Linked DNA regions of Cyprinus carpio: region 2 is linked to region 1. A link is a contact called in public Hi-C data. All regions are on one chromosome and are shown on one strand. The core of a region is the stretch at or near the end of the contact, and the rest is flanking DNA. Distances in the headings are between cores, read along the strand shown. Region 1 overlaps LOC109047523 (inaD-like protein). Region 2 overlaps LOC109047527 (nuclear factor 1 A-type).

What was found. A called contact is a pair of places that touch in the nucleus more often than the background predicts.
Region 2: a contact with region 1 is called in a Hi-C map of skeletal muscle, with 4 times the contacts expected there. The contact joins two enhancer-like sites. A contact is called at or near these places in 5 of 8 Hi-C or Micro-C datasets (liver and skeletal muscle).

What each region holds. Positions count from the first base shown.
Region 1 is chrA22:9,168,976-9,175,842 of ASM1834038v1, reverse strand. LOC109047523 (inaD-like protein) reads left to right here. Exons shown (of 48, transcript XM_042711777.1): 19 at 3,537-3,746; 20 at 4,186-4,287; 21 at 6,478-6,780. Among protein-coding and RNA genes, the nearest start is that of LOC109047526, 28 kb to the left of the region's middle. Within about 2 kb of position 2,677, at least 1 of the 8 cell types and tissues checked has an H3K27ac peak or open chromatin away from gene starts, as enhancers often do. A contact at or near this core is called in skeletal muscle, where this site is marked.
Region 2 is chrA22:9,352,328-9,359,056 of ASM1834038v1, reverse strand. All of the region lies in intron 1 of LOC109047527 (nuclear factor 1 A-type), which reads left to right. Among protein-coding and RNA genes, the nearest start is that of LOC109047527, 26 kb to the left of the region's middle. Within about 2 kb of position 3,231, at least 1 of the 8 cell types and tissues checked has an H3K27ac peak or open chromatin away from gene starts, as enhancers often do. A contact at or near this core is called in skeletal muscle, where this site is marked.

The DNA.
Region 1 (6,867 bases), core at 1,428-3,927:
CATGGCAACATGAGAAGGACCCCCTTGGTAGTACTAGCCATCCTGGTAATGGAGATTAATTCAGGTCTTCTTGAAGCCAAACAACTGATCTGAAGGGTCGGGTTGTGGTGGTTTTGTTTAAAGTGGGATTGTACTCTCATGGCCATTTAAAAGTCATTACTAAGAGTTTTCGCTAACAATTGAAGTCACGATGCAGCCAGACTCAACTGAAATTTGATTGAGCAGTTCTCCCGCGAAGGGTTTAGGGTAGATGTAAGCTGCCCAAAGGGAACGTGGCTTAGCGTAACTTTCTGTTTGGGTAGGATGTCGTCCCTACACCAGACTCAAAAAGAGAAATGACTCCCTTCACAAAAATAATAACCTTGTAGAGTGAAATAATAGCATGAAAAACAGGAAGAATTTGAACTGCGACATGTTCTCCGAAGGTTCTTACGTTTACAAATGCCGTTTTCCACAGAATCATATACATTTACATGAAAGGCCTTTTGCAGGTGGGCTGTAAACCTTCAGTGTGTAAAACAAATTAGTTTGAATCATCGGTAGTGAATGTATGGCTCCAATAATTCATGCTGTCCAAAGAGAAGAGATCTGAGAGAATGCATTTTTGAATCATTTCGATGGTTCAAAGCGCCTAACCTGCACATCAATACAGCATTTAGTCTCATCCACTGAATGTTTTAAAGGAGAGTCATAAATCATCCCAGAGTGTTATTATTTATTTATTGTTGTTTATTTATTCTGTAGCCTGAAGCTGCAGAAACTGACCAATGGCTATTTTATTACTGTCGCAGGAAAACAAGCTACCAAATCAACTATAGGACACCACCCTTAATGTTAATATGTTAAAGAAGGATATGCATTGTGCTTTTCAGCCGTGAACAATTGTTGTAACGTTGTTTTGTTGTTTTGCAATGGTGTCTTGCAATATTAGGATCCAGTTTGTAGCAGATCCAAAGAAAGAGTTGTCTGGATTTACTACCATTGTCATGCCTGCACTGTCCGTGCCACCTTATGCTAAACAGCTGCCCACAGCTATAAGTTTTAAAATAAAAAACAGCTTATACATTGTTCCTCCACCTTGTGCTTCCCAACTCTTTGATTTGGCTTGCGATAAGACTTGTCAACGCACTTGTCAATATTAGTGTCATAGCTAGTAGCAAGAAAGCAACGAATAACTATCAAAGCATTTTTTTTCTTAATGTGAACTTTTAATGAACTAAAGGACCTTTTTCCACTATCAAGAATCTTTGTGCAGAGGAAAGATTCCATAGATGTTAAATGTTCTTCATGGAACCATAGATGCCAATAAATAATCTTTATTTTTAAAGTGTAGTTTCAAGGAATTTATGTAATTGTACAACATGCTTGTCCGTGCCATGGAAATGGTACCCTGTGTTCTCTTCTCAAGGCAACTACAGTGAGAACAACCAAAAGACGGATTAAAAGAGAAAAGAAAGCAAAAGACAGACGTCCTGGAGTTCCTGGTATTCTGTTCAGCAAGATTGAAGGCATGCAGAGCACAGGAGCAAAACAGATGACTTGGCCTGCTATTGATTCCTGTGAAACAGCAGATTTACTGTCCGCCTGACACCACACTGAAGAATTTCAACCCGTTTGACAAGCAGGGCGAGCCAAGGGAATGTTTGGCACTCAGAGAAGACAGTAGCCAACCTTAGCCCAGCAAGAAATATGGGATATCCAATCCGGCCGCCAATGCTCATACCCATCCATTAGCTAGCCAACAGTTTCAACCACGACTTCACCTTGAGCAGTTTCCCATTGAGAATGGGCAACAAATTTCTATCTCGATACTTAAGATCGGTCGTGGACCCTGTGTCTCACCTGGTTGCCCGCTGACGGCATCATAGTCCAATAACATTGCTCAAAAAGTTCCCCCCGTGTATCATCACCTTAAGGTTATGTAGTCCACAGAAACACATTGTGGCATTTCTGTTGGCGTTGACCTAAACTAATTTAATCCAGTTTTGACTGACTATTTTATGCTGTCAGTGGTTGTGTGGAAACTCTGTAATGTGCACCACCCGCTAGGGACTTTTGGAATTGTCATTTTCTTTGGATCTAAAAAAGTTCTTCACACCTGTAACATAGTAAACTGCTGCTACCCCAGTGAGCCATGTACTATATGCCATCTAAATCATATGTGCACTCGGATAAAAATATAAATAAGAAATGGAGCAACCTAGTTCACTTTCTTTCCATCACTCATGTGAACATCCTTACTGATCGGTGTCTTTATTCCGTAGCAGGTGACGTATTGTCATATTAGGAGCCCCCTGTGCCGGCCTGTTCCCCTTGGCCCTATTTTTTCATTGCTGCTCTACTGACATCACTGGCCATGTGGGATGAGAGCAGGGCTTGGAAAGCAAAGCACGCTTGGCTGGAACCCGGCAGCCGGACAATGCAGCCTGTGTCCTCCTAAAGCGGCAGCTGGAGTGGAACTTTAAATCCTCTCTCCAACTTTTTCCTGTCTTTTTTTTTCTCTTTCTTTCCCTTCTCAGTTCCTCTCGCTCTGAAATTGCTTTTCTCTTCTCGTCTGCTTACCGTGCAGCAGTGGCTCACTGGGTAATCAGGGGTCAATAATTGCCGGGCTTGCTGACCCACTTTTTATGGTTGGGCTTGGTGAAGTTTCCCGGTCTGCTCTCCGCAGTTTCACTCAGGGCCTCTGCTGTTAAAAATCCTTGTCAATAATATATCATCTCCTTTTTTTTTTTGAGTGGTCATTGTGGTCTGAACCTTGAGATGTCTTTTGTGGTCTTGTCCAAAAATCAACTGCAGATACTGAAATAACTCAAAAACAACATGCTTTACATTTTTTACATTACAGTAGAAGAGATTTATGTCAGAAATCTCAAAAAATGCAAGGATCGTCCATTTTTCAGGTCTTTTGACATGGTTGGTCATAAATGTTCATGGGCAGATAGATGAGATTACTAATGACTGCGCTCCCGCTTCAGTTTTTACTCTCAAATAACTACTTGTTAATCACTTTTATATTGTCATTCGCCACATAAAAGCCGCCCATATGGGTCATGAAATATATTGTTGGAGACATCAAATCGGTTGAATTGCAGTTTTATGGCAGAGCTCCCCAGAGATGTGATTGATACCACAGTGCTTGGGATGTTGGAGTTGGAAGTTGGCCTCATTTGGCCTTCCACTCTTTTGGATGTGGATTTCAATGCGAGGGTAGCCAAGTCATTCCTGTTGTGAAGTACATATGTGTGTGTTTTACTTTAAGTAACATTAAAAGGTACCGCATAACAGGAATGACCTATCTGCTTGTTTGTAAATTTTTATTCTCTGCTTACGCAGGTGCTGTTTTAATTAAATGTTTGTATTAAAACTTAAGCATAAATAAATGAAACTTCAAAAGGCAGTCTTCTTGATCTGCTTTTTGATGTGTCTGTGATGTATAGGTTAAATCAGGGTCACCATTGCTCTTCACTTTGTTCTCACGTTTTTTTTTTTTTTTTTCCTCTGTTTTTCTGTTTGTGTGTCTGCATTGCCCTCTGCAGGACCCTCTTGATGTTGCGCGCTCTGTGATTGTCATTCGCTCTCTGGTGCCTGGAGGGGTGGCGGACAATCACGGGGGGCTGCTCCCGGGTGACCAGCTGGTTTTTGTCAATGACACTCATCTAGAAACATGCTCTCTGGCCCAGGCCGTAGAGGTCCTCAAATCAGCTCCTCCCGGGAGAGTCTACCTTGGAATCAGGAAACCACTGGTGGTAAGAGCCACTATGTAATTATGGCCTCATACTGTTAACATTCAGTGCTGGAAGTGTTTATTTGGGCAAATATTTAAGATTGGTGGGTATTTCTTCAAAGTATTACTTAGGCTTGTGTAGCTTTATAGTGTTTAAAGTGTCTTTTTCCATCACTGAGTTATTTTATATCTCACAATATGACTATATCTTATTTTAAACTTTATCTCACAATTTTCCATTATTTTTTTTTCCTCCAAAGCAGAGTGCTATGTAAACCAGATGTTTACAATGAATGTAAATTAGGTTACTGTAACACTGTTAGATAAGCATTATAAAAGCATGTTTGGCTTTTGGTAGTTAAAAGTTTGGTTCATCCTTCTATTGGCACAGTGTTATATATGATATGTCCATTTAGTCACTAAGTTTATTTTGCATTGTTTTGTGTCTGTGAACTACACAGCCAGAGGACAAAGGTACTGGGCAGCAGTCCTCTTGGCCTGTAGAGGGCGCTGATGAGCAAACAGCAGCAAAGCAGGCCTTCACTCTCCCATCTATGCAAGAGGTATTCCACTTTTTTTAAAAGCAGTTAATACTTTTGTTTAGCATAAAATTGATAGAGACTTTTACAAAAGACTTCTGTTTTAAATAAATGCTGTTATTTTGAGATTTCTTTTAATCAAAGAATCCTGAAAAAAAAAATATCATGGTTTCCACAAAAATGTTACGCTGTAAATGTTTTCAGCATTGATAATAAGAAATGTTTCTTGAGCAGCAAATCAGCATATTAGAATGATTTCTGAAGGGTCATGTGACTGAAGACTGGAGTAATGAGGCTGAAAATTAGGCTTTGCATCACAGGAATAATTTACATTTTCAAATACATTAACATAGAAAACGCTTATTTAAAATTGTGATAATATTTCACAATATTACTGTTTTTACAATATTTTTAAGCAAATAAATGCAGCCTTTGTGAGCATAAGTCTTTTTAAAAAAAATATTGAAACCTTGAAAAAAACTTTTGAACTACAGTGTACATAAGTGAATGTAAATATATATGTACACTACATAAATACTATAATCTTATATTCACATATACAGTTATTATATATATGGTACTGCAGGGAGTTTGCCAATTATAGACTGATCTATTTTGATTTAAAATATAATTTACAAATACAATATTAACTTAACTTTAACAAAAGCAGAAGTTAGTAAACTAAAGTTAGGCTAAATGTTTTGTTGTCATGAGAAAAATTTGAAGACTCCTGGTCCAACATCTGAAAACACACTTATGTCCATCAATATGTAGCAAAGAAACCCAACTACAGTCGTTATTAACAAAGAGAGCTGAAGAGAGAAAGAAAAAGAGCTCGAGCAAAAGAAGATGAGCGAGGAAAAAGAGGAACAAATGAGCGAGCCTCATGAGAGGAATCTTTTTGGAGCTGATGCATGACCCCCTCTATGGGCCTTTGAAATGTACCATATTATCCTTGAATTTTAGCAAAGATGTAATTGAGGCGGCCGAGTCAAGTGCTGCCGTAAATCTACTCAAAACGAGACTAATTGCGCCATTAAGATTTTAGACTCGGCACATTTTTCATGGCAAATTGGTTCTGCTCGCTGCAAGGGTGAGTGAGAAAGGCGCTGAGTCGGCTTGTTGGAGCATCGTGGGGGAAAAGTGCGCTTTCAGCTCTTATGATCCGTATGTGTGTGGAAGAGGGAGAGGAGGACAAGCTCCGGCACCCTGTTGCAGGGAGAGAAAGAGCTGCTTTGTATGCAGCAGACAGACAAGAGGTGAGATGTCTCTACCCTCCACGCCCACTCCAACATCAGACGTTTCTGTTAGCGGATGATTTAGGGGGGAGGAATGTTAAAAAGGGGTATAAAGTAGCATAGGGTTTCGCTATCAGGAGTTTCGGTGTGGGGAGGGAATCAACTCCAAAAATGAAACAAAGTTGGCCAGGTTTGGACTGAGTTTAATACAGCACTTTTCTGGGTGCTTAATAAATAATGTTTGCTTGTATTTGGTAGATGTAGCCTTGTGGTTCAAGATTTAGGTTTGTTGCCAGACGTTTTTGGGTTCAAATCCCTCAAGAGGCAACTTCTAAACTACTATCAAAGTACGATTAAGGGATTTTTCAACCAAAAATGATCTCCTTAGAAAGTAATACATAGTCAGACAAGTTTGGACTGAGTTTAGTTTAACTCTTGGACTAGTTTTCTAAGAAAAAACTAAAGATGCCATTTTTGAGCACAAATTATATAAATATGAGCATTTAACAGGTTAGAGTTTAGCAGAGCTCTTGGGCCTTGTTTTGAATAAAGATTGCATTTTTTAGCACTGTTTATATAAATATGGACTTTTTAGCTTGTATTTGGTTAATATAGCCTTGTGGTTCAAAATGTTGGATTGGTAGCCAGAAGATTGCAGGGTCAAATTCCATAAAAATTGGTTTATATACTATTATCAATATGGAGTTAAAGAAATATTATACCTAAAAATGCAAATTCTGTTCTATTTCGGTTTTAATTCAGTCAAATTATGACTTTTTTTCGGTAGAACACTAAAGTAGATGTTTTGCAGAATGTTCAAGCTGTTCTTTTCCATATAAAAGCGGTGGATTTATACTACCAAGTTTAAAAAATGCACCATAAAAATTGGTTAATATAACTCTTCTGACTTTTTCTTAGCTTTGAGTGAGAAACAGACTAAAGATTTAAGTTGAAACATAATTTTTGTTGTGGATAGGACTTTGGAAATGGCTCTGTTTTATCTGACGATCTGGATGAGGAGCCAGAGCTTATCCTGGACGCTGAGCCCCGCTACGCCTCCCCCCTCACCACCATTGGCCTCCTGCCCGTCCTGGAGCGAGAGATGGCTGTAGATGAGGATGATGAAGAGCAGGAGATGGACACCATGAAGGATCAAGGGAGCTCCAAGGTCAAGGGCGACAGTCTGCCTTCATACTTGAGTGAGAAGACTCGCTCCTGGGAAGAGCCAACACCATCCAGCCCCTACCAGTTCAACAATCAACCTGATACACAAGAACAGGTTTTAAATTCATTCATATATTTAAATGAAATCCATTATAACAAATGATACCATACACTAATAAAACTACAAAAAAAATGAATGCAT
Region 2 (6,729 bases), core at 1,982-4,481, 180 kb before region 1:
TTGATAACTACAAAAATGTATTCTGTCCCTTGTTTTCTTTAAAAAAAATAAAATAAAATTGATGTAGAAACAATTTCACTCAGATATTGCTAGTAAATTTCACACACACACACACACAAAATAAAACACATAAAATTGATGAAAAAAAAGAAAAAATACAGAGAAATAGCCAGTAACACTGAATTAAACATGGCATTTTGAAGCGAAAATCTGAAATAGTATTTTCTTGTAATCTGTTTTATTTCCTTTGAAAAACCTTTGTTTTTTATTAATATTTGAGGGACTTGCAACCTTTTTTAAAGCAGAGGTTAAAAGCAGAAATATGAATCTTATTTTATAAAACTACTTTAAGTGCATTCATTCTTCTGTTAAAACTAATGTATTGTTTTAGTTGTTTAAATCATCGTTTTTACAGTCGTTTTAGGCTTTAAGGTCTTGGCATGGTGACAAAATTGTAAAATTGCCTACTATATCTTTATACAGCAGGGGAGTAAGTGATTTGTTTCACTTTAAAATCATCTCAACATGGAAATTGTTTGCATCTTGTGGTTATACTATTATACATATTCGCCCCATTTACTTCCATTATAAGTACCTCACTATAACAGATTTTAAATAAATTAATTTTTCAGGAAATCAACACCATACATGAACTAAAAAGTTAGTAAGTATTTATATTTTATTTTAAAATCATGTAAACACTCGTTGTTTACATCTTGTGATTGAAACAGTGAGTTTTTAATGCATTCTCCATTCATTCCCATTATAATCAGAAAATAATTTTTGGAGATGATCAACATTATGCATTAACTACTGAACCTGGAATATACCTTTAAAAATAAACCGCTGCCATTTTATACATGCATTCCTCCTCCCTTTAAAAGTCACCTGTTGTTTCTCAGACATGCAAACTCTTGAGTGTATTAAAGCTTCGGCCTATTTGAAAGCACAATAGAGGTAGAGTAAGGAGATCCTCTGTTGTGTTTCTTGTTGTTTATTCATAAGGCCCAGCTTGGCAAAGCCCCGAAGGCAAGCTGCTGTGGCTCTGGATAATGTTATTACCCTCCGGCTGCCTAACCAGAACTCTAGCCCTGGATGCAGCGACTCCACACAATCCCCTCGTCTGCCCCCATCCCACAAAACCCCTGCCCCTCAGTGCCGACGCTCCAGGTGTGTGCCGTTTGAGCGTGGGACTCCCGAGCTTGGGTGGTATTTACATTTCAAGCAGGCAGAAGGCCACCTGGATAGAACCGCGTTTATCATTCCCAAACATGCATCTTTAAATCGGCCTCATTTGGCTGAACAAAGAGCGAAGTGTGTATGGCATGTTTAAATAAACGAGAAAAATGTGTCTTAATTTCCAGCTTTTCTTTATTGCAGTGCATGTGATATTTTACAACACTGACGGACAAGGCAGTCTTGCTGAACTGAAGGGAGCTCAGCATTACAGCCTCTCAGTCTGGAAATCAAAGGGGCTTCTGTATAGAAAGATCACCCTCTTGTGGCTTTTAATGGAATGCAGGAAAAAAGGTGAATTAGTTACACATCTCCAGTTCACTCTGGACTTCAGCTCATTCAGACTGAAGCCAAACATTAACTGTCATCAGCTTCTCATTACTAAAATACAGTAGTGTATTAGTAAAACAAAATATGTATATTTTGGACACAATCGTTGGACTGATGAAATGGTTTGAACAGGGCTTATCCAAAATATTGACAATATTTAATTGCATCTGGAATTATTATTATTATTGACATTTTCTACATTTCAACAGTTTGCATAATAGGACTTTGTATTATCTTTTTTTAATGCAAATAAATAGTTTGCATAAAAAAAACACCTAGTCCTATTATGCAAACTATTAATGCTTCATCACACAAAAATGTAACCTCTTTGCCATTTAAAACACCCATAAGCAGAGCATAAGTTATCTTAAATTACAGATCCATTTAAAATTTGAATTATATTTAACAAGTGTGTCTGAAAAGGTAAGAATGGCTTATTTTTTGTTACATATTTACTGTTGTTTAAGGTATAAGACGTGTCGTGTCAGTTCAGATTGCAGCCTCTAGGTGGAGTCTCTACCTATATTTGATGGCTGACCGGTTAGAATGAGGAAAGACTTCGGGCTAAATTAATGATTTATGATGAGCATTGAGTCGATTATAAATAATCATTTATATTCTAAATGATATTAATAATTACAATAACAGCTATTATAATAATAATGAAATCCTTAATTATTTGTATGACACTATTACCATAACACAATGTTTTGGGATTATATGCATGAGGTAATACGTTTATAAATCTTTACTGTAATAATAAAATCATTATTGTTTAATTTATTATGTTGTACGATTAGTACTTCTTTTTTTTTACTTAAATTTATGTAATATTCTCACATTTGGGTTTAAAAGGCTGCAGCATTACTTTAATCTTATTTTATCTGACATTTAATGAGTTCTGCAAAACATTAGATGTTATATATTTTCATTCACCTTTACAAAAACCTTAACTAAAAATTATTTATCTTTCTTTCTCATTATATGGCTTTTTAATTAGTCATTAGACACAATTACAGTGAAAGCGGGTATTTTTTCACATCAGAATAATTTAACTCTTTATGATTTTGTGTTTCTTTTATTGCGAACACTTTCCCTTAACTGACTTGCATTGTGTGTGAGTTTTATTATTTTGTTATGAGTATGATTATAACCTGGAAATCATGCTTTTACAATTAATTTTCAGCTGACCCGTCCTGCATAAAGAGTGGGTGGATTTGACAAGAATGCCTTTATGCAAACTACAATCATTTAAATATGTCAATATTTCGAGTTGCTGCTTTAATTTATTTACATCTAAATTAAGATACGTGCTTTATCATGAGAATATACGTTTTTAAAAGTACTATTGACACTCTCCGAATATGTTTTTTTAAAGAAAAGTTTCTTGATATTAGGCTACAGCACTTGCGTAATGTTAAAAAAATCTCATTTTTTTAAAGTAAAATGGAAATTGTCATTCATGCGAATTTATAAGTGCTAAAGAAATCATCTGTATTAGACTTTGTCAAGTTCTCCAAGCTGCCCGTTGAAGTGATTTATTTAAAAAAGGCTTGCTTAATTGTTATTTTTGTTGGGTATACTTTAAGTAGGCTAATAAACAACATTAACCGAATGGATAACTTATTTATTTATTTCTACTTCTTACACAGTAAGTTTTTAGTCACACTGAGGATAGTTTTTCATTAGATGGCGATCTAACGCTGAGTTTTATACCTTTTACCTCTGAAGACCATCGAGTTGTTCAGTGAAACTTCCGCGCGCACTTTTTCCTCCTCAGTGAAACTTACGCGCGCACTTTTTGATTCACACGTGCGGACTCGTCTGGCAGCGCTAAAGCCCGAACGGATTCTCAAATAAAACCTTGCAGATGTAGCCAATTTTTTGTGCTAATAATGAATAAAAAAGTGATTTGTACTCACGTCCAGCACACAAGTTAGGAAGAAACTCCATCCAAGTGGGTTAAGTGCCTTACCTGATTTGGTCTCGTGACTTTTGCCACATTTACAAATGAGCTGAAAATGCACAATAAAACCCAAATTATAGTTTGTTTATTAGAGTCCAGTCCCTGTAGTTCGCTCCGTTGTCCTATACACACTGCAGTTTTTGCTTCGTCTTTGCCACTCTGCCTCCAAAAGCCTTGGCACAGTTGCCTTGGCATTCAGAGCCTTCTCGTAGAACTTGGCAGAATATACTATAAAGGCGTCTCTAATGTCTCCCACAATTAGACGAGACAAAATAATGTCAATTTTAGATTTTTGTTATAAACGATAATGATTTTTATTTTATTTTATCCGAGATTGTCGCTTGATAACATCCGTCTTTCTTCATGAAAGGCCAACAGAAAACAGTCACGAATGGTTTTGTAGCTCATTTCATTATTAGACAACACACAACAATATATTTCATTTTTAATAACGTTTTTATAATACCACGATTTGAATTAGGCCTACAGTCTAGAGTCTGAAAAGATAAATTAATTGTTATATCTAAGCCTAGTGTAAAAAAAAAAAAAAGCAGGGTCATTCAGATAGACAGATAACCACGTGCAATGACATTAATTTGAACTTTTTCAAAGTGAATATGAAGTCGTGTAAATTTCTGTTACTAATGACGCTAATCTATTTATTTGGCATTCTAGAAAAATATCTCCTAAACTGCTCTTTTGTTTGATAGTTTTCAGTTGAGGCAGTTCCCGCGACCTTCTTCAATGAACAGTTCGTCATTGGGGCCTATAGGCGCTGTTCAGCCAATCAGTGCTGAAATCAGTGTGTAAATGTAAATTAAATGACGTACAGGCACGAAGCCTATCTGTGATTGTAAATATCTAAATATCTGTGAGTTTTGAATTCAGTCCTCAGCACTTTTAGGCCTGATTGGGCATTTTAAGAAGCTCCGCAAATCAAATAATATCAGGTGTTTATTTAATTTCAGAATCAGAATATTTTATTAAATGATACAATTCTCGTCAATTTTCTATAGGCAGCTTTTAAGTTTTGTAAAGGCTGCATAATTAAATACAGCTGGCTGATCTGTCTACACGCAGTGCACGTGTGAAAATGAACGATGCCACGCGACTCCGTTTCAAGTCTCCCGTTAAAGAGTTAAAACCTGCAGAATCGATTGCAACTTTAGTGTTCCAGACCAAGTCGAAGTTGCACATCTGGGTACCTGTCAAATATCCAGGACTGGAAAAGAACGTTTTTGTGTTTTTTGAGAAATGCAAAAGCATTTTTTTTCTTTGCTTTACTACAAAAACTATTGTGTGTGTGTTTATGAAGGATCATTCTAATCAATGGATGCAACAACAACAAAAAAGATCATTTGTAAAGCACATTTCTTTAAATATTTGAAATATTCTATCAAAGGTGATATTTAAGTTCTAATAAATCTGATTGTGCAATCTCAAGGTAAATTTAAGAAAAATATATCATATATGGGCTATTGAGAAGTGACAAGGTTGACTGTTTATTTAGCTATTACATCATTTTCGCTCAAGGTCAAGACAATATAAAATATTTGGAAAAAAACAAAAAAACAAATACAAAACATTTTTTATCTGCTTTTATTAATCAGTTGTCATCAAATGTGTCTGTTTTATAGTAGGCTACATAAAGTTTGAGACGACACATTCCTGAAAGACCGTGTTGCACATTTCGAGCCTTTGCATTCACGTCAGGCTGTCAAAACACAACGGAAGTCTGATATCATGAAGATAAGCGCTCTCTCTATTCCCAATCTAATGTATTTGTGTTTCCGCGAGGCTGTTTACCGACAAACCGACTGTCTGAGGGAGTTCGTCTCGCGGCGTGCAGGAGTGATTGGCGTCACATGCGCGTGAGTTTTGAATTGCACTGTGTTGTCCAATCACAGAGCAGCTCATGAAAACACCAGAGGGACGGACGTGCACCTACAGCAAGTTAGTGTGACTGAGATGTGAGCATTATTAATATCCAGTTTCCTATATTTTCTACCACACAGTGTTTTGTGTAATCATCACCTATATCTTAGATTTAACAAAACTCACCTTGATGTTTGTTTCACGGGTTGATGCTCACACAAATGTTGATGCACATCAGATTTTTGACTTCATGGAATATAGGCTAGTGTTGATTTTTTCTCCAACAGACTAATATTTCATTTAGAATATCATCCTGTCATTCTGGAAAGCACTTTTCTGTGTGTGCTGAAATGAAGCCTGCACGTTGCTGTTTTCTAGGGGGCGCCCGATTGACTTACAGGCGAGAGTAGTTGGTTAATAATAATAAAACGCTGTCGAATGCCAACCAAACTAATGACATGAACTAGGTTTGCTTATTAATGATGTTTGCATGTTCTGTACACGTGATTAGAAACATAACAATGCATATGGCAGTCGCTTTCCTATCCATCAGTGTCCATACTTTTAAATCACTGCAGTAGCTATTTCAGATTCATTTAGCTGTGTTTGTTTTGTTTTTTTGATAAAACATTCACAATTTCATTTGTGTGGTTTATTCCATTGGCTCTTTGAAATATCAAAATCTCAGATAAAAATATTAATAGACACATCCTCTTAAGGAACATGCCAGCCGCACATCAGGCCTCAGAAATGAAAGATGATACTGAAAACACTGGTGCTTATAACTGGCCGTTTCAAAATATTCTGAAACAATGTTCAACACATGAGGAAAGAAATGCTGCATGTGAAATAGGCTACTTGGGTTTGCATAAACATACGTGAGCACAAGGAACAAAAATAAGCATTGATTTATTTATTTTCTTGTAACAACGAAAAGAACGCTTTTCTAGAGTTATAAACGATTTATCCTGCGATAATTCGTAACGCAACGTTTTTTTTTTTTTTTAGCTAATGACGTTCGATGCCGCTAAATGTTTTCGAACGATTCATTTTTAGTGAATCATAAACATTGCGCGAGCAGTATAGTCCGGTTACCTAATGAATGATACTCTTTTTAGTGAATTTTAAACGTAAAACGCAAAAAGTGTAGTCCGATTCTCACACGAATGACTCTTTTGAGTCGATTCCTTTAGTGAATCGACTGCACGCAGCCTGTCCATGCTTGTTCTGTTCCCCGACGATTGACTCTTTTGAACCAGTTCATCAAATCATTAGCAATAAGTTTGGATTTCGCGTGCAAACTAAAGTTTTCACTTCAGGTC